5 separate regions of the Mus musculus genome follow, and all the other regions are linked to region 1. Evidence: chromatin contacts called from public Hi-C and HiChIP or PLAC-seq data. All regions are on one chromosome and are shown on one strand. The core of a region is the stretch at or near the end of the contact, and the rest is flanking DNA. Distances in the headings are between cores, read along the strand shown.

Region 1 (5,122 bases), core at 862-3,361:
CTTTCAAAGAACTCCTACATACACCGTTGAAACTCTTCATTTTAGCTCCTACAAGTGAACCTCAATGAGTTCCTCAACTTCGACAGAGAACATGGTGGCACACACTTTTATCCCAGGACTGAGGCAAAGGAAGTTCGATCTGAGTTCTTGGCCAGCCCAATCCATATAGTAAGTTCCAGGCCAGCTAGGGCTACATGAAATACTAGAGACCCTACCCCAGCCCCAAGTACAGGAACCAAGTAGAAGTGAAACTGTCCTATAACCCAGGCTCTCCTGAGATGAAGCAGGGAGGGCTGTGGGTATGAAGCCCGGGCTACTGACCAACAAAGAGGGAACAAGACAGACAGATTCCATATAGGTACAAAAACAGAGACACTGTCTAAGTACTAACAATTACAGCTTCAAAAGGTTTTTTAGAAGCATAATGGAGGCAGACTTAAATGGACCCAAATCATCGTTGACAGATTAAATGCTGGAAAAGGTTTAACACTCAAAGACTAATCTCTAAGCTACAATGAAACGGGGCTTTAGGAGCTGGAGAGCAGCTCGGTGGCAAAGTGCTTTGTCTTGTCTAGCATGCCTGAGAACACAGGTTAGATGACCAGCACTGCACCTAGGTAGAGAAAATTGCTTTCTCGAAGAAGTGCAATGGAAAAAGAAGAGAACAGGGGCGCCTGGAGTGCAGACCAGCTGATGAACACCTGATGCAGACCCCAGTTTTGATACATAGCACAAGAAGGAAGGAGAGGAGGCTGAAAGCAACGGTGAGAGCCACAAGAGGATATTAAATGTATACTTTTTTTTTACCTTTTTGTGCTGGTGACTGAAGAGTACATCCCCTGCCTCAAATATATAATGGTGTCCCAAAAGTTAAGACAATATTTCCCCCCCAAAAATGTAACAAACTCCACGTAAGCAGTTTCCATTTTAAAATAAAACCAAAGATCAAAGAACAAAGAGTTCCTACAAGGAAAAGTTGAATCATACTCTTTTAAAAACACCACTCCTAGCCGGAAATACAGAAGCCCCACGTTCTGTGCATGGGGGGGAAGAGAGAAGAGCTCTGACCTTAGAACGGCAGCCATTCTACTGAAAGACTCTTACTTAAATGACCTAACCTTCACATTGCAAGGGCTCGAGAAAATGCCAACCGTGTCTTCTGAGTTCACCCAACAAATTCCCCCTTATTTCCTTGCCGATGCCCGTTAAAACTCCTCCCCTCAAAGATGTTTCCAATGCTTTTCCGAGGAAAAGCTTGCCACAGCTGTACAGGAAGCGAGGAGGACTGATGAAAAGTAGAGAAAGAAAAACCTGTGGCCGGATGGACAGCGAGCTTGGGGAAGGGAAGAATGCGGCGTGAGGCCGCGCGCCCCGAGATCAAAGTGCGGGGAGACGCAGACCTCCGGCCCGTGGGCGAGCCAAGAAAGCACTTTCACTTTCCAACTTCCTGCCACTCCGGCAAGTTAAAACCGTTCCCCTCTGCCCCACCCAGGCAACAAAAAACCGCTGCCACCTTCCGCCCAAGGGACTTCTCACGACCCACCGAGGTGCGGGCAAGGCGGAGGGGGCGCTCCGGCGAGCACCTGAGCTCCACCGAGCTGCTCCCCCAAGGAGAGCGCGCCAGCGGGCCCCGCCCACCCACCAGGTCCCACCCTCCCGCCACCAAGCTCCGCCCCTCCCTCCGCCCGGTGCACTTCCTGCCGCGCCCGCAACCTCCGCCCGGCCCGCGCGGAAACCTGGCTGAGGGGCGGTGGTGCGAGACCCCGACGGGGCGTGGGCGTGCTGCTCACCAGGCAGGGCACGGGACTCCTCGGCCTTGAACGCGGTGCGAGACTCTGTCGCCCACCGCTCCTCACACTCGGACCTCAAAGACCGCGCGGCGAACAGTGGCGACCCCCGCGCCGGGGCCCGAGAAAGCGGCGGCCGAGCCGAGCCAGCCGCGTGCCCGCAGCCGCCCGCATCTCCCGCTGCCGCAGGTCTCGAGCCCCGCCCTCGCACACGCGGCCGGGACGGCGAAGTGGCTATAGTTAAGCTGCCACTCGCCGTGCGTGCGCTCGACGTTCTTCACTACGGCCGCCGTCTCCCGTCGTTCCGCGGCCTCCGCCACTCTCAAACCCCCCCCCCCCGGCACTGCCGGGGCCCTTCCTCGACGCCGAAGCAGCGCGAGCGTCACTTCCGGGGGAGGGGCCGGGCCCCAAAGCCAGTGTTTTGTTTCTGGCCCGGGGCTCCCGTACGTACCCTGTTAGTCCGTCCCGTGCACTCGCTCCGGGGACTCCTGCTCTGCCGGACATTCGTACTTCCTCGCAGGCCCAAAGTCCTGCTTAGGGCTCTCGGGGTAGCAATCTGGGCCCAGGGCTGTGGCGGCGGAGCTGACGTGTGAGGACGACGCCCACTGGTTTACATTGCGAGCTACCACCACCACTTGATCAGAATCATTGACGAATGGTCTCTCTAGAATGGGAAAAGCTTTCCCCCTTACCAACTTAGCTTGGTCCAGAGCTTTAACTTTCTTTCTTTCTTTTCTTTTTTCTTTTTCTTTCTTTTTTTTTTTTTTTTTGGTTTAGAAACAGTATTTTAACACGTAGCTCTAGCTGTTCTGAACTCATAGGAGATCCTTCTGCTTCAACTCCTGGCCCCAAGTGGTGGGATTACAGATATTTACAGATGTGCACCACCACGTCCAGTCTAAGTGACTTTACTTAAGAATCCGAAACACCCAATTCATTGCCTGTAAAGTCACTGTGAAAACCTAATTTTCAAAACTTGCAACATCCAAAGAAGGGATGCAGAAATCAACACCCAATTCCAAGGTTCACAAGTGTTCGCAGCTGAGGCAATTGAGCGTTCCATTTTGTCTCCCTGCCCCACTAAACGAATGAGTGTGTTGTTTGTTTACTTAGGCTTTTTGAGACAGTTTCTGTACTTAAAGCTCTCATGGGATTGACTGTGCCACTCAATTTGGGGTTGGACTCTCAGCAACCCTGTCTCAGTATCAACATTATGAGGATGTTAAGCGTAAGCTGGTTCTTACAAATGTGATTTGTGTTTGGAAGCAAGGTCTCATGAAGTCCGAGCTGAGGTTGACTTTGAACTCCTGATCCTGTTTCCTCCACCTCCCAAGTGATGAATTTACAGGCTTTTAACACCAAGCTCAGTTTCATATATATATAGCTATAGATATCTATATAGATATATAGATACAGATATCTATATATATAATTTTTTCTTTGATAATTTCATACATGCATACAATATATTTTAAACATAGTCCCCCTCCCTCACCTTTCTGACTCCTCCCAGATCCCCCTATGTGCCCTCTTTTTCATTGTTTCTTAACCCAGTGAGTCCAGTTAGTATTGCCCATATATGCCTGGATGTGAGACAGTCCACTAGTCCACTAGATCGTGGTCAGGGACCCACCTCTAAAGAAAACTGACTCATTCTGGCACCCATCAAAGGCCAATAGCTCTTCAGCTAGGGGCGGGGCGTCTATGCTCTGTTCACAATGGAATGTCAACTGCTTGCTCTTGTACAGATCTTTAACAGGCAACCATGGCTTCTGTAAATGCATGAGTGTAGTGGTCATGCCCAGAAGAGTCCAGTCACCCCAGACTTCTGGCTCTTAAAAATCCTTCCACCACCTCCTTCTCCTCCTCCTCAGTGTTCCCTGAACCTTGGGTGGTGGTGACATGCTATAAATATTCAACTTATGGTTGAGCACTTCACAGACATTGATTCTTTGCACTTGGACCAGATGTGACTCTGTATTATCTGGCGTCCAAGGCAAAAAGGAGCTTCTCTAGAGAGCACTGAGAGTTGCACTAATCTATTGGTGTGATAACTATTTCAGGGCAGTCTGATGCTATGTCCATTTAACACAATAATAGTAGAATTACTTATGAGCTATGAGCTCCCCAGCAGCTGGATCTTGGCCAGTTATCCTGTAGAGTAGAATTTCAGCCCAACCAGGAAACAGTTGGTTGCTTCCATAATTTTCATGGCACTATTGTACTTGCCAAGCCAGTTGTTACTGTGGCTCATGGAGTTCACATCTGGGTGTTACTTCCCCCAGGAACCTACATAGCACCTTCCAGTATTATGGAAGATAATCAACAAAAAGGAAGGGTCCTGGCCAGTACCTACCTAAGAAGGAGAAGAGTATCAGATCCCAGATCCCCTGGAGCTGGAGTTAGAAGCTGTTGTAAGCCACCCCCGTGAGTGCTGAGAACCCAGCTCAGGTCCTCTGAAGAGCAATGTGCACTCTTAACCACTGAGCCATCTTTCCAGCACTGCATAGCTATAATTCTTAAAGGAAACAAGTCACACTTGGTCTGGGAAAATAATTGAACTAGCAGCCCAAGGAGTGTAGGGCCATTAATAAATTGTGACTGCTGAACAAACCTCTGAAGAAATCAGTTGTCATCTTCTCTTTAACAGGTTGCCAGACAGGTCAGAGTTTGAGTTACTGGTTTTCCCTGATGTTTGCTAGTTGTGTTGCTTTCAATAAGCTGATTAACTTCTCTGATCTTTTTAGTTCACACATATTATCAAACGATGATAATGTATATCATCGGATTAAATGCAGGACATGATTTCTGGATGGTACAAGGTAGACACTTGGTAAATAGTGGTGTCATTTCTTTTTACCTATCACTTCTTCCCTTCCATTGACCTCCTGGTAAAATTAATTGAGCACTCTGCATAAATGCAATCCTGTTATCCGAAAGATAATCATTACTTCCTGTGTCTCCAACCCTCCCCTTAGCATAAGATAACTAAGCCTGTGAAACCACTCTGACTAAAAGCTGTCAATTTTTCAAAACTAACTTTGGAATTGAGTATGGTAGCACATGTCTGTAGTCCTAGCACTCAGGAGGCAGAGGCAGGAGTACCGCCAAATGGAGGCCAGCCTCTTCTGCCTAATGAGTTCCAGAACAGCCAGGGCCACATAGGAAGTCCCTGTTTCAAAACAACAACCAAAAGTAACTCAAAACCTAATTTGGGCAAGCTAGGCATGATGGTGCATGCCTGTAATCCCAGAGGCACAGACAGAAGAAGGACTGCGAGGCTGAGGTAACCCTGAGTTACAGAGAGCGTTCTAGGACACTCTGGGTGACACAGC
Region 2 (5,122 bases), core at 1,701-4,200, 1.7 Mb before region 1:
TTAGGTACAAATGGGCTGGAGCGAAGAATAACAGCTGTCCCTTTCACTGAAGCATGCTGGTGTTATAGTCTTCCCACACTCACACACACATCTATCTGGATCATATAAGAATTGAGTGTGTCACTTCCGTGTAAACCACGGCTTGATGCTTGGTGTTCACTGCCTGAGAGATACTTACCACATCTTCAGGAGAACTCCAAACTGCCATATGGACAAGGAACATACCCTATTTTGGAATTCTCCAATGCCTAGCTAGTACAGTTATCTAAATATAGCTGAGGGCCAGCTGCACAGGCCTGGAAGGACTGCAGCTGGGAAACTGGGGCAGAACAAGAGGTTCACAGCCAGCCTGAGCTATAGAGTGAGACTGTCTCGACATACAACAAAAGCAAGCCCTCCCCCCCCCCCAATCCCAGTAATAGCAAAAACAATAAACAAAGCAAAGGTTTTTAGAGCACCCTGGCTACCCCTGCATAGGTTTGTCATTATGACTTAAAGTTGCAAGGTCAGATGTCATTTTTGTTTTGTTTTTCCAGATAAGGTTTCTTTGTGTAGCCCTGGCTGTCCTGGAACTCTCTCTGTAACCAGGCAGGCCTTGAACTCAGAGATCCACCTGCCTCTGCCTTCTCAGTGCTGGGACTAATGGTGCTCGCCACCACGCCTCGAATGTTTTGTTGTGGATTTTATTACATAGTCTTGATTAGCCTGTGGTGATCTTATGTTATTGTGGCATAAGAGCTGGAATCAGGGGTGTATACTACTATACCAGGCCCAGAGGCCATTTCTTTCCCAAAAACTATGTGCGCGAGCGTGTGTGTGTGTGTGTGTGTGTGTGTGTGTGTGTGTGTTTCTGTCTGTCTTCATATTAAAGAAAAAGTACAAAATAACGTGAATAATGAGAGGTAGTTGCTCATATTTTTTTCCTTCTTGTCTCTCAACCTTCGTAAATTCCTCCTTCCCCACTGCTCTTCATAACTTCCTGACACCCCCAACTTGGCGATTGAACTTACAATTTTATTTTCATTTTTTAAAAGTGATTGTTGTCGCCGGGCAGTGATGGCACACGCCTTTAATCCCAGCATTCAGGAGGCAGAGGCAGGCAGATTTCTGAATTCAAGGCCAACCTGGTCTACAAAGTGACTTCCAGGACAGCCAGGGCCACACAGAGAAACCCTGTCTTGAAGAAAACAAAAACAAAAACAAAACAAAAAAAAGATTGTTGTCTGATGGGTGTTCCTGTCACAGTATACTTTTAAATGTCAGAGGACAACTTTATGGGTTTTGGGGATGGAATTGAGGCATACATGGAAAGTGCTTTACATACTGCACGATCTTGTAACTTTCTTATCAAACATGGATTATTTTTCTAACACACGTTGTTTTAAGAAAACAAACAAATGGGCTGGAGAGAAGGCTCAGTGGTTAAGAGCACTGACTGCTCTTCCAGAGGTCCTGAGTTCAATTCCCAGCAACCACATGGTGGCTCACAACCATCTGTAATAGGATCTGATGCCCTCTTCTGGTGTGTCTGAAGACAGCTTCAGTGTACTCATATAAAATAAATAAACCTTAAAAAAGAAAGAAAGAAAAAAAGAAAGAAAGAAGGAAGGAGAGAAAGAAAGAAGGAAGGAAGGAGAGAAAGAAAGAAAGAAAGAAAGAAAGAAAGAAAGAAAGAAAGGAAGAAAGAAAGAAAGAAAGAAAGACAGACAAAACTAGCCAGGCATGGTAGCAGATGCCTGTGGCACTAGCACTCAAGGAGAGGAAGAATTGCTAAAGATTGGAGGCTAGCCTGGTCTACAGAGCAAGTTCCAGGTTAGGAGTTCATAGTATATCTGTCTCAAAAGCCAAAACAAACAAACAGATAAATGTGATTAAGTAAAGGAAAGCATCCAGAGCAGAACTTCTGCTATGGAAGTCCTTCAACTTTGCAAGAGAAAAGTAGTTTTTGTTTTTGTTTTTGTTTTTGTTTTTGTTTTGTTTTGTGATACAGGACTCTCTAAATAGTCCTGGCTGTTTTGGAACTCACTATATAGATCTGGGTGTTCTCAAACTCACAGAGACTTGCTTGCCTCTGCTTCTTAAGTGCTGCCACAACAGGTCAGTTAGTTCGGAGCTAATTTTTAATTAAATGTCTATCAGGTTTGGAAGGCTCATTATACACACTCTGGTTAACATAAATTGAATGTTTGGTATCTGGTAGACAGGTTTCTTGCTTCTCTCCTTGATTTTACAACAAAACAAAACTTTCGTGAAGAATAATTTTCTGATAGGCATCCGGGTCCACAGAAAGAAATTCCGGTCCCCGTGCCTCCGTGACACGTGACCCTATGACCCAAGAAGCCATTTTAAGGCTGGCCTCATAGAGGAAACTACAACTCCCAGAATGCCTGCGCTTTGCGTCGTGCTGGCACTTTCACTGGCCCAGCCTTAAAGGCGAGCCTGTAGCCGGGCGCCATCTTTGACGCTGGCAGTCCTGGGTTTCTGCTTGTTCGGCTGCTGTGAGGACGGCGGGCGACCGCAGCTAAGAAAAGAGAAAGACGTGGCAGCACGCGGGAGTCGGAGACATTGTCATCGGTTCGGTAAAGTTTCTGTTCTCTGGTAACTAGACCCATTTTTTGATTCCCGGGTGACTTGGGGCCTGGGAGGGAGAAGAGGGCGAGGGGAGTGGCAGCGGCCTCCCCTCGCCCGACTTTCGGCCTAGCCCGGGAAGTCTGAACCGGGCCCATCAGCACGGCAGCTACCCGGACTCCCGCCGGCGGCCCCGGCCTGCTGGGCTCCTAGGCAGACTTCAGCTCACTTTCCCACCCTCCCTGCCCCCACCCGCTCCGCCCCACCCCCACGGCGCCTGCTCCCTTACTTACCAACCTCTTCCCCCTCCCCCCACATCCGGTGTTCCCGAACCGGGATTCCCGGGTAGCCCCGGAAAAGCGACTGTTTCGGACCCCCGGAGGGGGAACTGACACTAGGTTGCTCTCTTCCGGGAATCAGTTTCTTTAGTTAGCTGGCCCTCCCTCCCGAGATCAGATCAAGTGCCTGGACCCGACTTTACCTCCTCGCCTTCCTCTCTAGGGTCCCACTACTTTGGAGGTTTTCTAATATTCCACATACAGAGTCGAATTCTGGTATCCTATTCCCATTCCCTACCCTGATTACTCTCCCGCCCAAGCCTTCATCCTCGAAGTCAAGAGCTACAGGGACTCTTCGTTCTTGTAGGATTGGTGAGATCGTACGAAGAACACCCCTTAGACGCCCATAATCGGTGCGGATCCCCATGGGGAAGGCTCGTTTTGTTGACATCTACCAGGCTTTGGTTCTGAACCCAGAGAAGGCGGCTGTGCAGCTAGTGGTAGCCATGCTTTCGTAGGGTAAACGTGTTGGTATTGAGGGGAGGGGAGGGGGCCCACGGAAAAGGAATGGAAGTGGTTTAAAGCTTATTTTAGTTTGGCTGCTCATAGAATGTCAATTTATGAGTTATTTACAGGTTGTATGTAATGTTGCTTCAGTCTAAAAATATGAACTCTTGATAGAAACCGTAAATGAAGAATATAGCTTGTTACCTTGTTTTGAAATTTTATTTCCAGTTAATTTTTCTTCAGCCACCTATAGTTTTCAAAATATCAGAACAGAAAGGGCACAGCTAGCGCTTACTGCTAATGCCTAGTATGTGGAATCTGATTTAGCTGGCCGGAATTGACTTTTTAGGTTGTATTGGCAAGTCAGTCTTAAATGATGACTGTTGAGTGGTGCACTAAGCTTAAGTGAAATTTCCTGAAAATATTCCCGAAGTTAAGGGAAAGCCAGTGTTGTTGTCGTGTGGATTCACTAAAAGTACATATTTTAAGAACTGAAGGCATTTCCAGCAGATGAAGTTCTTGATTCGGCAGCAAGAACGTGAACCTGCAATTTGGAAGACTTAACCTTTAGCTGCTCCAGATCCCATGACGGTGGGAAAATGGGCCTCGGTTCTCTTTTCTATAACATAAGGACACTGGACGATTTGAATTTGAAAGTTACAAGAACTCCTAAAGCCCTGCAAGACAGAGTTTGGGAATGTTCTCCATTGCTGTCATTTTTCCTCCAAAAATAACCTGGCTTGGAAATCATCAGTTGAAAGGGAATTTGACTCCCCATAGAAACTGGAGGAAAGGTAATACAAGTGGAGAGGGTCAGCTGTATTTCTGCCAGAGTAATAAACCCACTGAGAGGTTCTGGTCCGCATTGTGGAGACATAAAGAGAATGAGTGTATGTACTCTAAGTGTACCAGTTTCCTCAATCTCTCCTGGCAGAAGATGCAGTACTTTTGGTGATGCTGGGATTCTGGGGTGCGTTTCCATTAATTCAAACACAGACGAAGACGATGTGGTAGAGGGAAAGATGGTGGCAGAAGGAGCGAATAAAGAGACAAAATTGCCTGCTAAAAAGAAAAGAAAGAAGGGTTTGCGAATTAAGGGGAAAAGACGCCGAAAAAAATTGATTCTTGCCAAAAAGTTTAGTAAGGATTTGGGGTCTGGGAGACCTGTTGCTGATGCCCCTGCTTCGTTAGCTTCCGGTGCCCCTGAGCAAGATGAAGAAAGTCTTTTTGAGGGCAACATAGAAAAGCAAATCTATCTGCCTAGTACCAGAGCCAAAACCTCCATTGTGTGGCACTTCTTTCATGTTGACCCCCAATATACCTGGAGAGCAATTTGTAACCTGTGTGAAAAAAGTGTCAGCAGGGGTAAGCCAGGCAGCCATCTTGGTACATCTACTCTTCAAAGACATCTTCAGGCAAGGCATTCTCCTCACTGGACCAGGGCCAACAAGTTTGGAGTCACTAATGGGGAGGAGGACTTTACCTTGGATTTATCGTTGTCTCCTCCTTCTCCTGGAAGCAATGGAAGCTTTGAGTATATTCCTACTGATTCTGTAGATGAAAACAGAATGGGTAAGAAGCGCGATAAGTCAGCATCTGATGCCCTGAGGGCAAAAAGAGGGCGCTTTCTCATCAAAAGCAACATTGTCAAGCATGCCTTAATTCCAGGAACGAGAGCCAAGACATCTGCAGTTTGGAATTTTTTTTATACTGACCCTCAGCACATCTCAAGAGCTGTGTGTAACATATGTAAAAGAAGTGTGAGCCGG
Region 3 (5,122 bases), core at 917-3,416, 1.3 Mb after region 1:
TATGAATAGCTTATTGGAAAACCCAGAGCCTTCTGGATCTGTGAGGTAGTAGGCTCCCACTCTTATGAATAGATCACACCTCTCCAAAGTTGGTATGGCCTGTCTCCCTGGCATGGTCCCTTGCTTCTGCTTGTCCGGTTAGGCCCTTCTGACAGATCATGCATCTCAGGGTGAAGCGGTTTACATCAGTGAACTGTCTCTTTCTTCTAGCTTCATCAGCTAATTCCAGTGCTTGTACAAGAACAATATCATCATTTGAGGAGAAAATGGTCAGAGGAGGGGTATCTGGATCAGGGAAGTTACGCTGAAGCGGATCGTAGTGAATGCCATCGTAGATAAGCAGAACTCTTTTGGTATATCCTGCATCTTCCCCAAAACGATCAATTCTGACTGTCTGTGTATCTACTACACATATTTCACATTGGTAAAACTTAGACAGGATTGAGATCTCGATTGCCCCCCCCCACGTATCATCCCTTCTGATCCAATCACAGTAGTCTTCGTTTGTCTTTCCCAGTATCGCCTCACTATACAAGACTGGATCACTTGCTACAATTTGTGCTATGAGGCGTCTCATCTCAGGGGCACAAGCTGGATTCAAGACTCCTCCTTCCACGACATAGTACACACTGGTAAAGAGGCAAGAGTTGTCTGCTGGGACTGCGGTTCTGGTAAGCACAGGCAGAGCTTCCCTGACATAACTAGGAGCACCATATTTTGAAAACGCAGGTGAAGCTTTTGGTCTGGTTTGGTCTTCTTCAACAATCAGCATGTCACCTGTCAAAAATAAAACAAATCCAGAACTGCAGAGAAATTATAGATTGGGTGTTTATTAGCCAACTCAGAAAATTAGAAAGCAAAGGAGTTAAAAGTATAAAGCGGGTTACCAAGGAGAACACAACTTTGTAAACAAGAGGCCAGTAACTCTCTAAGTTTGTTTGTGTTTAGTTCAGTGTCTTCAGAAAGAGGCAAACAGAACAAAATGCTCCGCGCTGCATTTCAACTTAAAAACCAAATCTTTCAGATGTTCTCCACAGACTAGGTAGGTCACTGGGGTGTTCTTTGCACTTCGCATGCCTATACCATCTGACAGCTCGATTCGAGGGGCCTTGCCACAAAATGGAAAAAGCTTTGAATGGTCAACACTGACGTTCAAGTTCTAAACCTGGGAACAAGTAACTGCTGTTGGTTAATTCTACAGCAATAAACACAACGTCCAAGTGTGTGTGTGTGTGTGTGTGTGTGTGTATGTATGTATGTATGTATGTATATATATATATATATATATATATATATATATATATATATATATATATATATATATGAGACACAAGATAAAAAGAAATTAACACACAGGGAAAACGAAAAATTGGTATCTCAACCGCTGACCTGCTGATCGGGATAGGGAAAAAGAACCATCCCGTCAGGGAACAAGGGTCCTGCTGTCCTTTGGGAAAGCAGAGGAAACAAATGACCTGGAAGCAGGCTTGGGGAACAGGGGACTTCAAGACTCCAGCCTTGTCTCTAAATCACAAGTAAAGGACTTGACACCTGCCCCGGCCTTCCCGGAGTTCTGGTCCTCGAAGCCCCTAGCTGTCACATCGGCACTCTGCCTTACTAGCTTCACTCTTCTCCCCTCCACGTCCTCCAAGACTTCCCCGGCCCCGGCCGGTGCCCGTACCTGACTGGATGGGCAGGTCCCCAAGAGTGATGTCCCGGTCGCTGAGATCCAGGCACTCGGGCGGGTAGCCAACGAGGATTCGCTGACTGCCGGGAGCGATGCCGGTGATAGCGGCGATTTGGCCCTGCAGCTCCCGTAAGCGGGTCCGGCTGGAAAGACCCTGCAAAAGGTGGGTGCCACCCTTGGCCTTGCAGCGGACCCGCCACATAGTGTCGGCCGGCCGGCCTCCTGCGGGGCCAGCCTTGGTCCCAGCCTCAGACTGGGGGACAGCGCCGGAGTAACCAGCGGGGGGGACCCCAAAATGGCCGCCTTTGGCGCCTCCAAACATCGCGAGAGGTGGCCGCTGGGGCGCTTCTCGCGACACCTCGGTGGGGGGTGGGGGGGACTCGGCCTCGGTCCTTCCAAAAACGGCGCGGGCTCTTAAAGTGGCAAGGGCGGCCGCGGGTGAGGGTTGGGGGTCGGCCGGCTCTCCCGAGCGCTCCGGTGAGGCGAGCTTCGCGTCGGCAGCATTTATGCTCCAGGGAGGAGGGCGGGGAAGGAGTTCCCGAGTCTAGCAGAGCAGAATGTCACCTTGCAGGGAGGTCGCCAATGATGAAAGCAGCCTCCCAAACACCAGGCAGAGCCGACTCATCGTCGGGAAGGTAAACAAATGCCAAGAGAGGTCAGAAGGACCCACCAAACAGTCACGCCGCTGGCGGGGTTCGTGGCTGCGCCGAACTGATTCATTGAGGCCAAGTGGACGGGACGAGCGGGGAGTCCCGTGAGACGAACTTGAAAGCGTCCATCTGCCACCTCAGAAAGACTGTATGAGGTCAGCAGCCGTGCCTGGGGCGATCGCCTCACTCCCGCGGTTGGTGGCAGGGCTCAAGAGGACTCACTCTTGGTCATCAGGATTCCAGTCCGATTCCTCGTATCCCAGTAGGAAGACACTTCATCATGGCAACGCAGTCCTCGCGGTGGCCGAGAGACAGAAGACAGACGGGCAGAGAGGAGACCTGACCAGATAGCTAGCCAGTTTCCAACTCTGTAGCCCGGGAGCCCGAGACTGCCTTGACCATAGTTCTAAAGGTGTGCAGTAAACGCCGAATAATGACAGTTCGTAGCACGCTGGAACTCGCCGCGGGGGTGTGAAACGCATATTTGGATTGTGTGGAAGATGACTTGACTCTCGGGTCAAGAAGGAAGGAGTGAAAACAGTTCTAGGGTCCCTCCCCCACCGTTTAGCCAAAGCAGCAAACAAGTCCCCCTCCCCACTCTGGACTGTCAAGCATTGTCAGGTACCAATGGTGTGCAGGGGGAGTGACTTTGAAAAGTAGTTCTGGGAGATATAAACCCCACTGCAACAGCCTCTACTGTGAATCAGTTACAGCGAATCTGTCCCTCTGTACCCTCACACCAGGAGCGGGTGCACTTCTCCTCCTCCTTGGCTCTTCCAGATGACCACAGATAATGTAGCCTGGGTCCAGGGATGGAGGGGGAAATCAAGGAACATGCTTTGGAGTCACCTGTCTGGTGAATGGGAGGCTCCCGGATCCATAGGCTCCAAGGATGCTGACCAGAAGTTGTAGTTAGTTAGCTCTTGCCTTCTGGTAGCCAGCAAGGCATCTTTACAAGCCGACCTCAACCTCCCAGAACCTAGTCTAGCTGGAGATTCAGGAACGAAGGCGTTAAGCCTCACTTTTCACCAGTCACTCCCACGCAAGATGTCAGCCAAACAGGTCTCGCGAGAATAAGGGAAGGGGGGGGGGGAAGGGAAGGCTTTTAATTCACCCCGCCTCCAGCTCCATTTGTTTCCAGGCAACAATGCCACCAAGCTCCCCTGGGCCGGCTGCTTTGCGAGCTGACAGCCTTAGGCTGTCACAGGTCCTCCCAGACCCCAGGAGCCCGCCCCCTGCCCTGCAGGTGCTTCATTGGTCCAGCGTGCCTCCAGGTGAGGGCTGACGCCAGCGTGGGCGGGGCCAAGCGCCCCACGTGACTCGCCCCAACCCCCGGAGCCCGGACTACTTCAGTCTGTCTGCCAGCTTTGGTACCCGGTGCTCCGGTGGCGACACTGGGTCTACAGCAGGGAGGACGAATAGGACAGGTCATAGGGTGAGCGGTAATTGAGCAGTCTGGACGCGGGGCTGGGGTGCTGCGCGGGCGCGGGGATGGTGCAGAGCGACAGTGCTTCGTGCTTTCGGGAAGTGTAGCTCCGGGTGACGCTCCTGGGCGTGCAGCCCTTCAGGGACACTGAGCCGCAGCTGCGGAGTGAGGACTGGAGAATTGGCTCTGTCAGGCCAGGAGCCGTGCACGGGTTTTCTTTTTTCTTTTCTTTTCTTTTTTTCCTTTTTTTAAATAGAATCTTTTGTCTTGAGCTCCTTGGCATCGGGGTTTGAGTAGTGAGTCCCAGTCCCTCTCACCCTAGTTGATATCAGGACGCAAGGCTTATTTTGCAGGTAACATTCCATAAGTCATTTACTTCCGCTGCGCCCTAGGGTATGGATAGGAAAGGGCAGGGAGGGTGGAGAACGTCAGAGAATGTAACATGCTAGGGCTATCACAGCTCCACTACAGTTCTTCCTTCCTAGAGTGTGCTTTCACCCCGTCCGTCCCTCTCACCAGTTTCCAAATTCATTCTCATTCTCTCCCTTCTCTCCCTGTCCCCCTCTTCCCCTCCCTCTCCTTCCCTCTTCCCCTCTCCTTTTTCTCCTTCCCTCTCTCTCTCCTTCCCTCTCTCCCTCTCCTTCCCTCCCTCCTTCTCCCCCCCCCCGCCCCCCCGCCGAGACTGAGTTTTTCCTTTGGATTGGGGTTGCTTTCTTGATCAAGTGCACTTCATCTCTCCGCATCTCCAGCGCTTCTGATTCCCACCTCTGTTCTGTCTGTATTCTTAAACTTAGAATGTGAGGGCAAGAAACTTGAACAAGGTACTTTGGTTATCTTCATTTGTCAATTCTGTAAAATAAGACGAAGTAATCATGCTAGGAAAATCTGCTTTATTAAGATTACTGGAAGGCTTGCTGGGTTTGAGATGTATGAGTGTGAACCAAGTCAGCAAAGAACTGCAAAGTTGGGGTGCAGCTGTATACGTGAGGAGTCAGGTTTGTGACACCCAAGAACAAGTGTTTGTGAAGTAGGAGCAAGAGGCTGGACCTGGATCTTGGTAGGGGCTTCTTCCCTTTGTCACACTAATTCTCTGCACCATTTTTAGGGATACCTTCCTTCCCTTCCTTCTATTTTATTATCTCTCCTTTCCCAGGTGCCTCCTGAAGAACTACCATGTCTGAGAATAGTACATTTTCCCCAGAAGACTGCAACAGCAGCTATAAACCCCACGCCTCAAATCTGCGAAGGGCAGGGAAGACATGCTGTGAGTTCTGGTAAAGAGTGACTGGCTGCGGATCCCTCGTGGGGTTTTTGTCCCAGAAATGTATTTGTATCCTAGACTCTTTTTCTCTGTGGGGG
Region 4 (5,122 bases), core at 1,269-3,768, 1.0 Mb before region 1:
ACCTTTAATCCCAGCACTTGGGAGGCAAAGGCAGGCAGAGTTTGAGGACAGCCTGGTCTACAAAGTGAGCTCCAGGATAGCCAGGGCTACACAGAGAAACCCTGTCTCGAAAAACAAAAACCAAAACAAAACAAACCAAAACAAAACGAAAAACCAATCCTCTGAGCCACAATACTTTCCCTCCCATTTTACAGATATGAAAACTAAATGAAATTCACGTTCACAGGTCTGGAACCTAAGTCTCGCCAGGACTCACTCAAAGCCGTGCCTCACGTTCACCTTGCTACTACTCCACATGGTGTGGACTAAGAGTACATCCTGGAGGACTGAAGTTTGTGATTAGCTACACCATCCCCAAAGAAACAGAGACTCCTCCATTTTTCTCTCCAATGCTCCCTACAACACACACAACACCTTTAAAATACTGGGACAGGGCACCACAAAGAGACCTACAGGGCTACAAGGTGTAGAACCTCTGTAGGAGCACAGTTAGGTCATGGGGAAGAAAAAAAATTGCTCCAGACCAACAGGCAAAGCCAAAGAAGCACCCCAGAAAAATGAAAATGTGTAGAGCCCAAAATAAACGAATTGCCCTTCCCTTACCCAGTGCTCCAGTGGAAAGGAAAATGGATAGGCTTGCCTTCTGGCCAGGCCTGGGAGCTTGATCAGATTCAGACAGACACACCCATGCACTCAGCAGTAAGCTCTGAGCTACAAGAGCCAAACCTTGGGCTTCCCAAAAGCCAAAGGAGAAGCAGCCCCAGTCTGGGTCCAGGGCTCTTGTTCAAAGCCACCGTCTCCTCAGACACTGCAGGCCGTCAGGCAGGGCTATAAAATGTGCCTCGACTGAATTTTTCCACGGACACAGCCCCGAATGGGACTACCAGGCTCTGAAGGAGCGTCAGGCTCGCTGACTGGGCTCCAGGAGCTGCAGCTGGAAAGAGGGAGGCTATTTGTGTGTCAGGGTTGCCATTTCTCTCCTGAATCTCTTTCCAAGGCCTAGTGGGAGCAAATCGAGTAAGTTTTCATTCAGGGCTGGTTTGGGGCTGGAATTCAGTGCAAATTGCTTACATCTGCTTGGCCATGTCCCAGACAAGCAGGTAGTTTAGAGAAAGGAGGGGCTGTATCAGCCCACTTCTGTAGCCCAGGTAGCTTGCCAGCCGCTAAGGAATCAAAGGCCTGCTAGGGTCTATCAGTCCAGGCTGCAGAACTCTCTGACCAAGTTGAATAAAAACACCAGGGCAACCAGAGACAATAGGACTTTCACCCTAAATATGACTGGTGGGCTGGGACTGGGAAACCACAAAGATACCTAAAGGGAGGTGAGATGTAGGGCCAGGTTAGCCTGAAGGAGCAATGGCAGAGTTTAGACACTTCAACCTCTGCACAACAAGGGTGAATGCACTAACCTCATACATTTGGTAACCTCTTTCCACACCCCAGAAGCCTGCCAAGCCCCTGGACTTTTCACCCCACCCACCCCAGCTTGGCAGTTTTGCTGGGGCTTCCAGCTTCTATCATCGCACCAAAGCTGCAGCTGTGTAAAACTGAAAAATGAGGGGCAAGTACTGCCCAGGAGAGGAGCACTTTCCCGGAGGGCCGGGGACTCGGGCCTGAAGGTCCTAGTCTCTCCTGCAAGCTTTCAGTCTTCTGCTTTTGCAGTATCCTTATAAGGCCAACCCTACCCTCCGCCTGGCCGAAAATGTGTACCGTCCCGAGGTTGGACGCTGACTTCTCACTCCCGCTGCACAGGAAGGCACCACTCCCACCACCCCCCACTCCAGGACAGGTTTTGCTCTTAAACAAACTAATAAACAAATCGACTCCAAAGCGGTCCCCTGGTCCCAGCTCGTCTTGCAGCTGCACCCGGGAAGTGTGTTCCGGAGGAGGAGGCGGGTGCAAGCCCGGCGAGGCCGCGAGTCGCGGGCGAGCCGTGGGGCGGGGGCGAGCAACCTGCAGTGCTCGGAGGACCCGGCTGGGCTCTCGGCCCTGCCATTGTTGGCCCCGGCGCTGGCGCTTCGGGGCGGGAGCTCTGCCCACGTCGCCCCGACTAAGAGGGCGCTCCGCAGCCCCGGGGTCGTCCTCCCCGCCGCGTGCTCTTCCTACCTGCGCTGGCCGCGGGTTCTGCCGCGACACCCTGACTGTCGTGGCTGGGTGTCTAGGGCTCCGCCGACCCGGCTCGCTCGGAAGATCCAGGCGGCTCCAGCCCCCGCGTGATGTTCAGTGTCGCCTGCTCCCTTCGCTCGCACCGCGCGGGCACTGGGATCCCCGCAGCAGGAGACACACGGGCAAGCGACGGGCGTGGGGGCCGGGCCCGGGCCCGGTGCTGTCTGCCGGGAGCGTGCACGAGCTCGCAGTCAGGCAGCCCCGGGTGAGACAATAGCGCGAACGGCGAGCGAGCGGGGAGAAGCCATCTCCCGGACAGCCGGCGCACTGCACGGCGCGCGAGGCTCACCGGCTCCTGCCAGGACCGCGGCCCAGGCCGCCGGCAACAGCCGCAACGCCGAATCGCCTAGTCGCGGGAGCCAGAGGGCGGGGCGGCGGGAACACGGGCCCCCTCCCTCCCCTCTTCCTCTCCCCCTCCCCTCCCCCTCCCGCTCCCGCCTCCGCACCGTGTGCGGCGTCCTGAGCAGACCCCGGGGGCCAGCAATCCCACTTCCCGCTGGCAGATTGTCGTCGTTTTCCAGGCTGGAACCCCTTGCTCTGGGTCAGGTGAAACAAGCCAGATCACCTTATTGGAAGCGACACGGGCTGGGCGTTCAGTTATCCGTTCGAAAATTTCCTCTCATAATTATGCATGATAGGGATGCTCTAAAGAACTACCACCTTCGTGGGGGAGGCTGTGTTGGCACTTTTCTCTCCCGTTTGCTCAAGGGCGGTCTTCCAACCTGAGTGGGGAGGAGAAGTAGAGAAGCCTCCAACCCTATTAAGGTAGGAAGCAAACTTTGAAACTGTGTTATTTTCTCCGGGCACCTCCCTTAAAGCACCTGTGTCAAGCATTTTCCTAAGGGCTCTACCCAGTACTGGCCAGCTCCGTTTGCATAATAACTAGGGTCTCGGATCTCCAAGTACACTTTCTTCAACCAGGAACTTGTTCTTTGCTATCTTCCTTTCTTTGCCAGTCACACTGGGATTCAGCCTTCTTCCTCAGTACCCCTTCAAGCCTTGGTGGGAGAAGGTGTCTCAGCTCCCATGCCCTCTGCTCTCTAGCTAAGGCTTCTATGGAAACATCTGTTAAGCATCCCTTGCCTTGCCCCAAGGAAATATTTAAGATACTACCATTTCAGTCTATCAAAGTCAGAAAGGTCTTTATAAAACACATGGGGCCTTTGATCCCGCCCCCTTATTTGCATGAAACTCTGTAAGAAACCGGAGCAGTTTTCCAGGAGACAAGGGCTAAAGCCTTCCTAGGTTGGTAGAGGTAGAAACTGGGGAGAGCTCACAAAGAGGAGAGCTGTCTAGTAGAATGAGGATTTGAACAACTAGAGGAAGTCCTGTGGTGGAGAAAAGCAGTACAAAAGGGGAGTCCCTAAGCCAGGTCCTCAATCAGCACCTGGGAGGCAGAAGCACCCCAACGGGTGTGGTGTGTAACTCCAGGAGAGCTGCTGCTTTTTCTCCTGGCCTCTGCAGGCATCCATATGCATGTGCACACCCCCACAAGCATATACAGAATCTAAAAATAAATTCAATCTTAACCCCCACCCCCAAAAAGTCGAGTTCACAATTCTAAAGTATTTGAGGGAGAATATTGTTTTGTTTTCATCGAGGATGAAATGGAACGGTTAGATAGAAACCTCATGGGCATCACTAGGTGAGTGAAGAGAAAAAGAAGCCTGTGAGAGCTAAATCAGGTTCCGGTGGCTTGATGGTGAAAGACTCGTTCTAGAAGCTTAACAACTAGAGGAGGAATACAAAGGAGCATGAAAGATCAGGTATGGAAGTGTTGTTTGGCACAGGTTTTCCCATGTAGCTGAGGCTGCCATTTGAACTTGATATGTAGCCCAGGCTGGCTTCAAATTCATGATTGTACTGCCTCTTTCTCCTAAGTGCTGAGCCAACACCCTTGGCTTGGTTTTCTTTTAAGACAAGAAAGAAATGTGTTCCTATGCTGAGAGGTAAGACCAGGGAGCAAAGGGGTGAAAATGCAAACTGTCCCAAAGAGGAAAGGAGATGGCCCAAAGCATGCGAGACAAAGTTGCCTGGAGAGACTCACTGGCAAATGGATTTGGAGAGCAGTAAGTCTTGAAGCTATACCCTGAAGAAAAAAAATAGTTGCTACTTGATCGTCTTTGAGAATTCTGCTGAGACAAAAAGAGTAAAAATAGTATAGAAAGCTGGTTGTGGTGGCACATGCCTTTCATCCCAGCACTTGAGAGACAGAGGCAGGCAGAATTCTGAGTTCGAAGCCAGCCTGGTCTACAGAGTGAGTTCTAGGACAGCCAGGGCTACACAGAGAAACCCTGCCTTGAAAAACAAAACAAAACAAAACCAATAGATAGGATTGAAGATGTAAAAAATGTGGTTAGGTTTTAAATGACCATAGAAAGAAACGAGGGGGGCTGGTGAGATGGCTCAGTGGGTAAGAGCACCCGACTGCTCTTCTGAAGGTCCAGAGTTCAAATCCCAGCAACCACATGGTGGCTCACAACCATCTGTAACAAAATCTGACTCCCTCTTCTGGAGTGTCTGAAGACAGCTACAGTATACTTACATATAATAAATAAATAAATCTTAAAAAAAAAAAAAAGAAAGAAACGAGGGAGTACATAACTCGGTTTACACAAGGCCCTGGCTTAAGCCCCCAACACCAAGAGAGAACTAAGGATGGAGGCCCACAGCTGCTTACAGCTAGCATAGAGGCCACAGCTAGTGCTGGATATTTTTGTATGATGATGCAGATACTATTTGAATGTTTTCATCTGTAGCACCTAGACACCCGGATGTATAACACTGAGTCAGAGTTGCAGGTCTTCAGGACAGGTTCAGCGGAAGAATAAAGAAGAGGGCTTTTGCTGGGCAGTGGTGGCACACACCTTTAATTCCAGCACTTGTGAGGCAGAGGCAGGCGGATTTCTGAGTTTGAGGCCAGCCTGGTCTACAGAGTGAGTTCAAGGACAGCCAG
Region 5 (5,122 bases), core at 1,537-4,036, 1.0 Mb before region 1:
TCCTCAAGGGCGTGGCCCAGCTCACGGCCACGCCCACTCTGGCCTCTCCCAGATGTCTCTACCTCTGACTATGCTTTATTTACAATAAACCTTTTCCTCTGCCAGAAAAATAAAAGGGAAAGGGCTAACTCTTTGGCCTGCATCAAGGATAATGGCAACTCATCCATAATTGGGCATTTTCTTTATCTGGATAATCAGGCTCCTAGACTAGTTTCCAGGTCTTACTTTTTTTTTTTTTAAGTTTTGAAACTTGGACTTGAGGCGAGTGCCTTTATCTGCTGAGCTAGCTGGGTGACCTTTAGGTCTTATTTTTTGGAAGCCTTTAGATCAGTGCTTCTCAACTTGTGGGTTAAGCTCCTTTGAGTGGGGGTCAAAACAGGGGTTGCATATCAAATATCCTGCATATCAGATATTTGCATTATGATTTATAACAGTAGCAAAATTACAGTTATGAAGCAGCAATGAAATAGTTTTATATTTGGGAGCACCACAGCACGAGGAACTATATTAAAGGGTCACAGTTTTAGGAAGGTTGAGAACCACTGCTCTAGATTGCCTTTTTCGAGACAGGAGCTCTAGCTGTCCTGGAACTCACTTTGTACACCAGGCTGGCCTCGAACTCAGAAATCTGCCTGCCTCTGCCTCCTGAGTGCTGGGATTAAAGGCTTGCACCACCATGCCCGGCTAATTATTTTGAGAGTGGGTCTCATGATATAGCCCTTGTGGGCCTGGAAGATGCTATGTCAGTCATGGTGGGTCATGCTTGTACTCCCAGAGTTTGGCAGGCAGAGGACTGACTCTAATTCCAGACAGCTTGCATTATATCATACATTACAGGCCATCAGGACTGCAAAATGTGACTGACCCTGTCTCCAAAACAGAAGAGAACCAAAGCAATGTAAGCAAACAAAAGTGGTTGCAAAAGGAGAGAGGGGAATAGTTGGCTGGTATTTGCCTATAAGTGCCCTTACCTCTCTTCTGAGGAAACTCTGCTGACTTTAAGCTCATTGTCCGCAACTTCAGAAAGAGAATCACCACCTCAGCTCCTTCAAGGAACTCTGGATCTTCCAGTGGGGAAAGGTTATAAACAGGAGCTGGGAGCAGAGGCAATAAGATTTTATGCCTAGCAGCAGACACGCAGAAGCAGGCAGATCTCTTGAGTTTCCAGGTCAGCCTAGTCTACATAGTGAGTTCCAGGATAGTCAGAGCTATATAGTAAGACCTTGTCTAGAACAGAACAAAACAAAACGGGTAATGTTTACATTGGAAATAATGAATTTGTATGATCCTCCAAAAAGCCCAACTAAATAATTCGCCCAACCAAAATATAGTAGGGAGCATACAATGTGTGTACGGGAGATCAGGTCCCATTTTCTTTGTATAAGAATGCATCTGTAGCCGGGTGTGGTGGCGCACGCCTTTTAATAATCCCAGCACTCCGGAGGCAGAGGCAGGCAGATTTCTGAGTTCAAGGCCAGCCTGGTCTACAAAGTGAGTTCCAAGACAGCCAGGGCTACACCCTGTCTCAAAAAACATCTCTTTCTGGGATCCACATCTTAACACAAATTCTTGTCCAGAAAATAACGACCAGGGAGTAAGCTGGCTCATTGACATGTCAAAAAAAAGAAAAGTAGTCAAAGGATCAGGAAGGGTTAGCTTGTAGGGAAATGAGAAGACTAGAGATGGGATATGGAAGTTGTCTTTTTTTTTTTTTTTTTTTTTAATAGAACAGCAGACACCTTTATTACACTACGCATGAGGCTCATTTGCCTTTCCGGGCTTTGATCTTCCGCAGATAGAACTCCAGCTCCTTGCCTTCGAGCACATAGCCGTCTGCTCTGCCACACTGGCCTGGTCGTGAGGCAATACAGGCGAGAAGCTTGCCCTGCTGGAGCTGCTCCTCCAGGAGGCTGCTGATTTTGGCATTCTTTTTCCTTTCCTCATATTTCTTTTGAATTTTCTTTGATCGTTTTTTGTTTAAAATCTCTTCCTCCTCAGGAGTCAGCTTGGCCCCCTTCTTGCGGCCCAGGGGCAGTGCATAGTGGGACTCGTACCACTGTCGGTACAGCGTGCTGTCAATAAGCACGATGCAGTTCTTCACTAGGGTCTTGGTGCGGACAAGCTCGTTGTTGGATGCATTGTAGACAACATCAATGATCCTTGTTTTGCGAGTACAACACTCAGCGCCCCAGGAAAAGTTCCCCACATCCAATCTCAGGGCACGGTACTTCTTATTGCCTCCTCGAATTTGGACTGTGTGTATGCGGCGAGGGCCAATCTTCGTGTTGGCAGCGGGCCGTCCCAGCTCATACTTTCGCTTCTTGTGGCAGGGTTTTCGCTTAACCCCCCCCCCCCCCCCCCCCGGTCTTGCGGCGCTTTTTTTCGATCGAGACAGGGTTTCTCTGTATAGCTCTGGCTGTCCTGGAACTCACTTTGTAGACCAGGCTGGCCTCGAACTCAGAAATCCGCCTGCCTCTGCCTCCCAAGTGCTGGGATCAAAAGCGTGCGCCACCACGACCAGCCTCTATTTTCTTTCAAAACCTCTTTATGCAAGCAAGGTATGCTGTGGCAAGCCTTAAATCTCAGCACTCGGGAGGCAGTCTGGTTTACATAGTGAATTCCAGGACAGCTAGAGCTACACAGAGAATCCCTGACTCAATAGTAAAATAAAATAGAAAACTATCTCTGTCTGACCTCGGAGGTCCGGAGGCTCTCTTCCCGGACTAGTGTGTACTCAATGGTAGATTCTTCAGCCTTTCTAGCTCTCTAGTCCTCCAGGGTCCGCTCTATGGTTCCCCCGGCCTCCCCGGAAGCTCTTGCGAACGCTGGGTTTGAGAGGCCGGAAGTGGTGCTGCCGTTGCTCGCAGTTTCAAAATGCAGTGCAGGCCTTAGGGTCTCCGGCTGCCACCCCTCCCCCAGCTAGGAGGGGGAGCGACTCATGGAGCGGCCGTAAGGTGTGGTGTTGGGGTCTGGCCCGCGGGGGGCCGGGGGAGCGGACAGAAGGTCCGGAGGCTTCGGAGCTAGGAACCGGGCGGGAGGAGCCTGGGGCGCGGAGGGCGGCGTGGGCCGCGGGGCCGTGGAAGGGGCTGTGGGGGAAGGGTGGCGCTTCGACCCCGGGGTGGAGGAAAATGGAGTGTGGTGAAACGGAGTCCACAGTTAACAGACTGAAAGCGAAGTGAAGGGGTTGATCTTTTATTTGCTCTTCCACTTTGCGGGGTGGGTGAGGCACTTTGAAGGAAAGGAGTCGTAGAGAGAGACCTGGAGAGTGTCATTGGCGTGACTTAAGATTTAAATAATTTCTAGGGCTGCAAATTGTCTGCTTTAGTGTGTGAAAGATACTTGTTTGCGGTCTTCATACGGACCTGGGGCATTTAAAAAATTAAAAAAATATTCTTCACGAATATGTTGTGTTATTATTATTGAGACAGAATCTCATTATTATTATTATTATTATTATTATTATTATTATGACAGAATCTCACTGTGGCCGGCCCTGGCTAACCCGGAGCTTGCTGTATAGACTAGGCTGACCTCAAATTCACAGTCATCTGCCCCTGCCTCCAAAACAGCCTGCTCCTCTACCTCACCGGGACCACGAATATGAACTTTAATTAGCACACCACCCAACGATGCTTGTACATCCCCAGATTTTGACACCACTCTTATTATGACACATCTGGATAAAACAATGCCTGTCTTGTCCTACTCAAGAAAGGTCTTTGTGGATTAGGAACCTCTACCTAATGACAGGCACGACATGTGTCAAAGATATTTGAAACGTTTAATAATGCTGTCAGTTGCTGCATATCCAAGTTTAGTCTCCTCCTTCATACATTTCTGCTAGGAAAAAAGTTTGTTTAGGTCCAAAGTATTACTTTCAGTATTCTTTTACTGTACTGGTCAAGACCACAAACAACTCCTGTTTCGTTTTTTTTAATTAGCTATTTTCTTTATTTACCTTTCCTAGTTTCCTCTCCGAAAATCCCCTATCCTCTCTCCCTCCCTCTGCTCACTAGTCCACCCACTCCCGCTTCCTGGCCCTGGCATTCCCCTATACTGGGGCAAAGAACCTTCACAGGACCAAGGCCCTACCTCCCGTTAATGACCGACTAGGGCATTCTCTGCTACATATACAGCTAGAGACACAAGTCCCACCATGTGTTTTCTTTGATTTGTGGTTTAGTCCCAGGGAGCTCTGGGGGTACTGGTTAGTTCATATTGTTGTTCCTCCTTTGGGACTGCAAACCCCTCCAGCTCCTTCAGTCCTTTCTCTAGCTCCTTCCTTGGGGACCCTGTGCTCTGTCCAATGGATGGCTGTGAGCATCCACTTCTGTATTTGCCAGGCACTGGCAGAGCCTCTCCGGAGACAGCTCTATCAGGTTCCTGTCAGCAAAATCTTGTTGGCATCTGCAATAGTGTCTGGGTTTGGTGGTTGTTTATGGGATGGATCTCCAGGTGGGGCAGTCTCTTGATGGTCATTCCTTCAGTCTCTGCTCCGAACTTTGTCTCTGTAACTCCTTCCATAGGTATTTTGTTCCCCCTTCTAAGAAGGATCGAAGTATCCACACTTTTGTCTTCCTTCTTGAGTTTCATGTGTTTTGCAAATTGTATCTTGGGTATTCTGATTATCTGGGCTAATATCCAGTTATCAGTGAGTGCAGATCATGTGTGTTCTTTTATGAATGGGTTACCTCACTCAGGATGATATCCTCCAGATCCATCCATTTGTCTTAAGAATTTCATAAATTCATTGTTTTTAATAGCTGCGTAGTACTCCATTGTGTAAATGTACCACATTTTCTGTATCCGTTCCTCTGTTGAGGGGCATCTGGGTTCTTTCCAGTTTCTGGCTATTATAAATAAGGCTGCTCTAAATATAGTAGAGCATGTGTCATTATTACAAGTTGGAGCATCTTCTGGGTATATGTCCAGGAGTGGTATTGCTGAATCTTCCGGTATTACTATGTCCAATTTTCTGAGGAACTGCCAGATTGATATCCAGAGTGGTTGTCAGATACACTTTATTTAGCTGGGTCCTCATTGGTTGTATTTGTAGGTTGGTTGGTTGGTTGGTTGGTTGGTTGGTTTGTTTCTTTCTTTCTTTCTTTCTTTCTTTCTTTCT

Evidence for each region. A called contact is a pair of places that touch in the nucleus more often than the background predicts. HiChIP or PLAC-seq counts read pairs in DNA pulled down with a chosen protein or histone mark.
Region 2: a Hi-C map of the G1E-ER4 cell line shows a contact between it and region 1, with 4 times the contacts expected there. The contact joins the promoter of Zbed6 here to the promoter of Elk4 in region 1. A contact is called at or near these places in 2 of 39 promoter capture datasets (neutrophils and pre-B cells) and 1 of 484 Hi-C or Micro-C datasets (the G1E-ER4 cell line).
Region 3: a Hi-C map of muscle stem cells shows a contact between it and region 1, with 9 times the contacts expected there. The contact joins the promoter of Yod1 here to the promoter of Elk4 in region 1. A contact is called at or near these places in 3 of 484 Hi-C or Micro-C datasets (CD4 T cells, CD8 T cells and muscle stem cells) and 1 of 115 datasets of contacts at active chromatin or transcription factors (double positive thymocytes).
Region 4: a Hi-C map of B cells shows a contact between it and region 1, with 7 read pairs. The contact joins the promoter of Pik3c2b here to the promoter of Elk4 in region 1. A contact is called at or near these places in 2 of 39 promoter capture datasets (the C10 cell line and pre-B cells), 1 of 484 Hi-C or Micro-C datasets (B cells) and 2 of 115 datasets of contacts at active chromatin or transcription factors (the SCID.adh cell line and pancreatic cancer cells).
Region 5: an H3K27ac HiChIP or PLAC-seq map of microglia shows a contact between it and region 1, with 7 times the contacts expected there. The contact joins the promoter of Mdm4 here to the promoter of Elk4 in region 1. A contact is called at or near these places in 3 of 39 promoter capture datasets (the C10 cell line, erythroid cells and pre-B cells), 3 of 484 Hi-C or Micro-C datasets (B cells, the G1E-ER4 cell line and Th1 cells) and 3 of 115 datasets of contacts at active chromatin or transcription factors (the SCID.adh cell line, microglia and pancreatic cancer cells).

The regions. Positions count from the first base shown.
Region 1 is chr1:132,004,609-132,009,730 of GRCm38.p6, reverse strand. It overlaps Elk4 (ELK4, member of ETS oncogene family), which reads right to left and starts at 2,111. Exons shown (of 5, transcript NM_007923.3): 1 at 1,791-2,111.
Region 2 is chr1:133,658,713-133,663,834 of GRCm38.p6, reverse strand. Zbed6 (zinc finger, BED type containing 6) reads left to right here and starts at 2,950. Exons shown (of 1, transcript NM_001166552.1): 1 at 2,950-5,122. The coding sequence starts at 4,238. It overlaps Zc3h11a (zinc finger CCCH type containing 11A), which reads left to right and starts at 2,436. Exons shown (of 18, transcript NM_001276767.1): 1 at 2,436-2,598.
Region 3 is chr1:130,714,371-130,719,492 of GRCm38.p6, reverse strand. It overlaps Yod1 (YOD1 deubiquitinase), which reads right to left and starts at 2,166. Exons shown (of 2, transcript NM_178691.4): 1 at 1,682-2,166; 2 at 1-777. The coding sequence starts at 2,009. The coding sequence ends at 74. Pfkfb2 (6-phosphofructo-2-kinase/fructose-2,6-biphosphatase 2) reads left to right here and starts at 3,672. Exons shown (of 15, transcript NM_008825.4): 1 at 3,672-3,772; 2 at 4,917-5,027. The coding sequence starts at 4,937.
Region 4 is chr1:133,043,408-133,048,529 of GRCm38.p6, reverse strand. Pik3c2b (phosphatidylinositol-4-phosphate 3-kinase catalytic subunit type 2 beta) reads right to left here and starts at 2,518. Exons shown (of 33, transcript NM_001099276.2): 1 at 2,107-2,518.
Region 5 is chr1:133,023,080-133,028,201 of GRCm38.p6, reverse strand. Mdm4 (transformed mouse 3T3 cell double minute 4) reads left to right here and starts at 2,786. Exons shown (of 11, transcript NM_001302801.1): 1 at 2,786-2,954. Gm41953 (a long non-coding RNA gene) reads right to left here and starts at 1,469. Exons shown (of 3, transcript XR_878532.1): 1 at 972-1,469. It also overlaps the pseudogene Gm29257.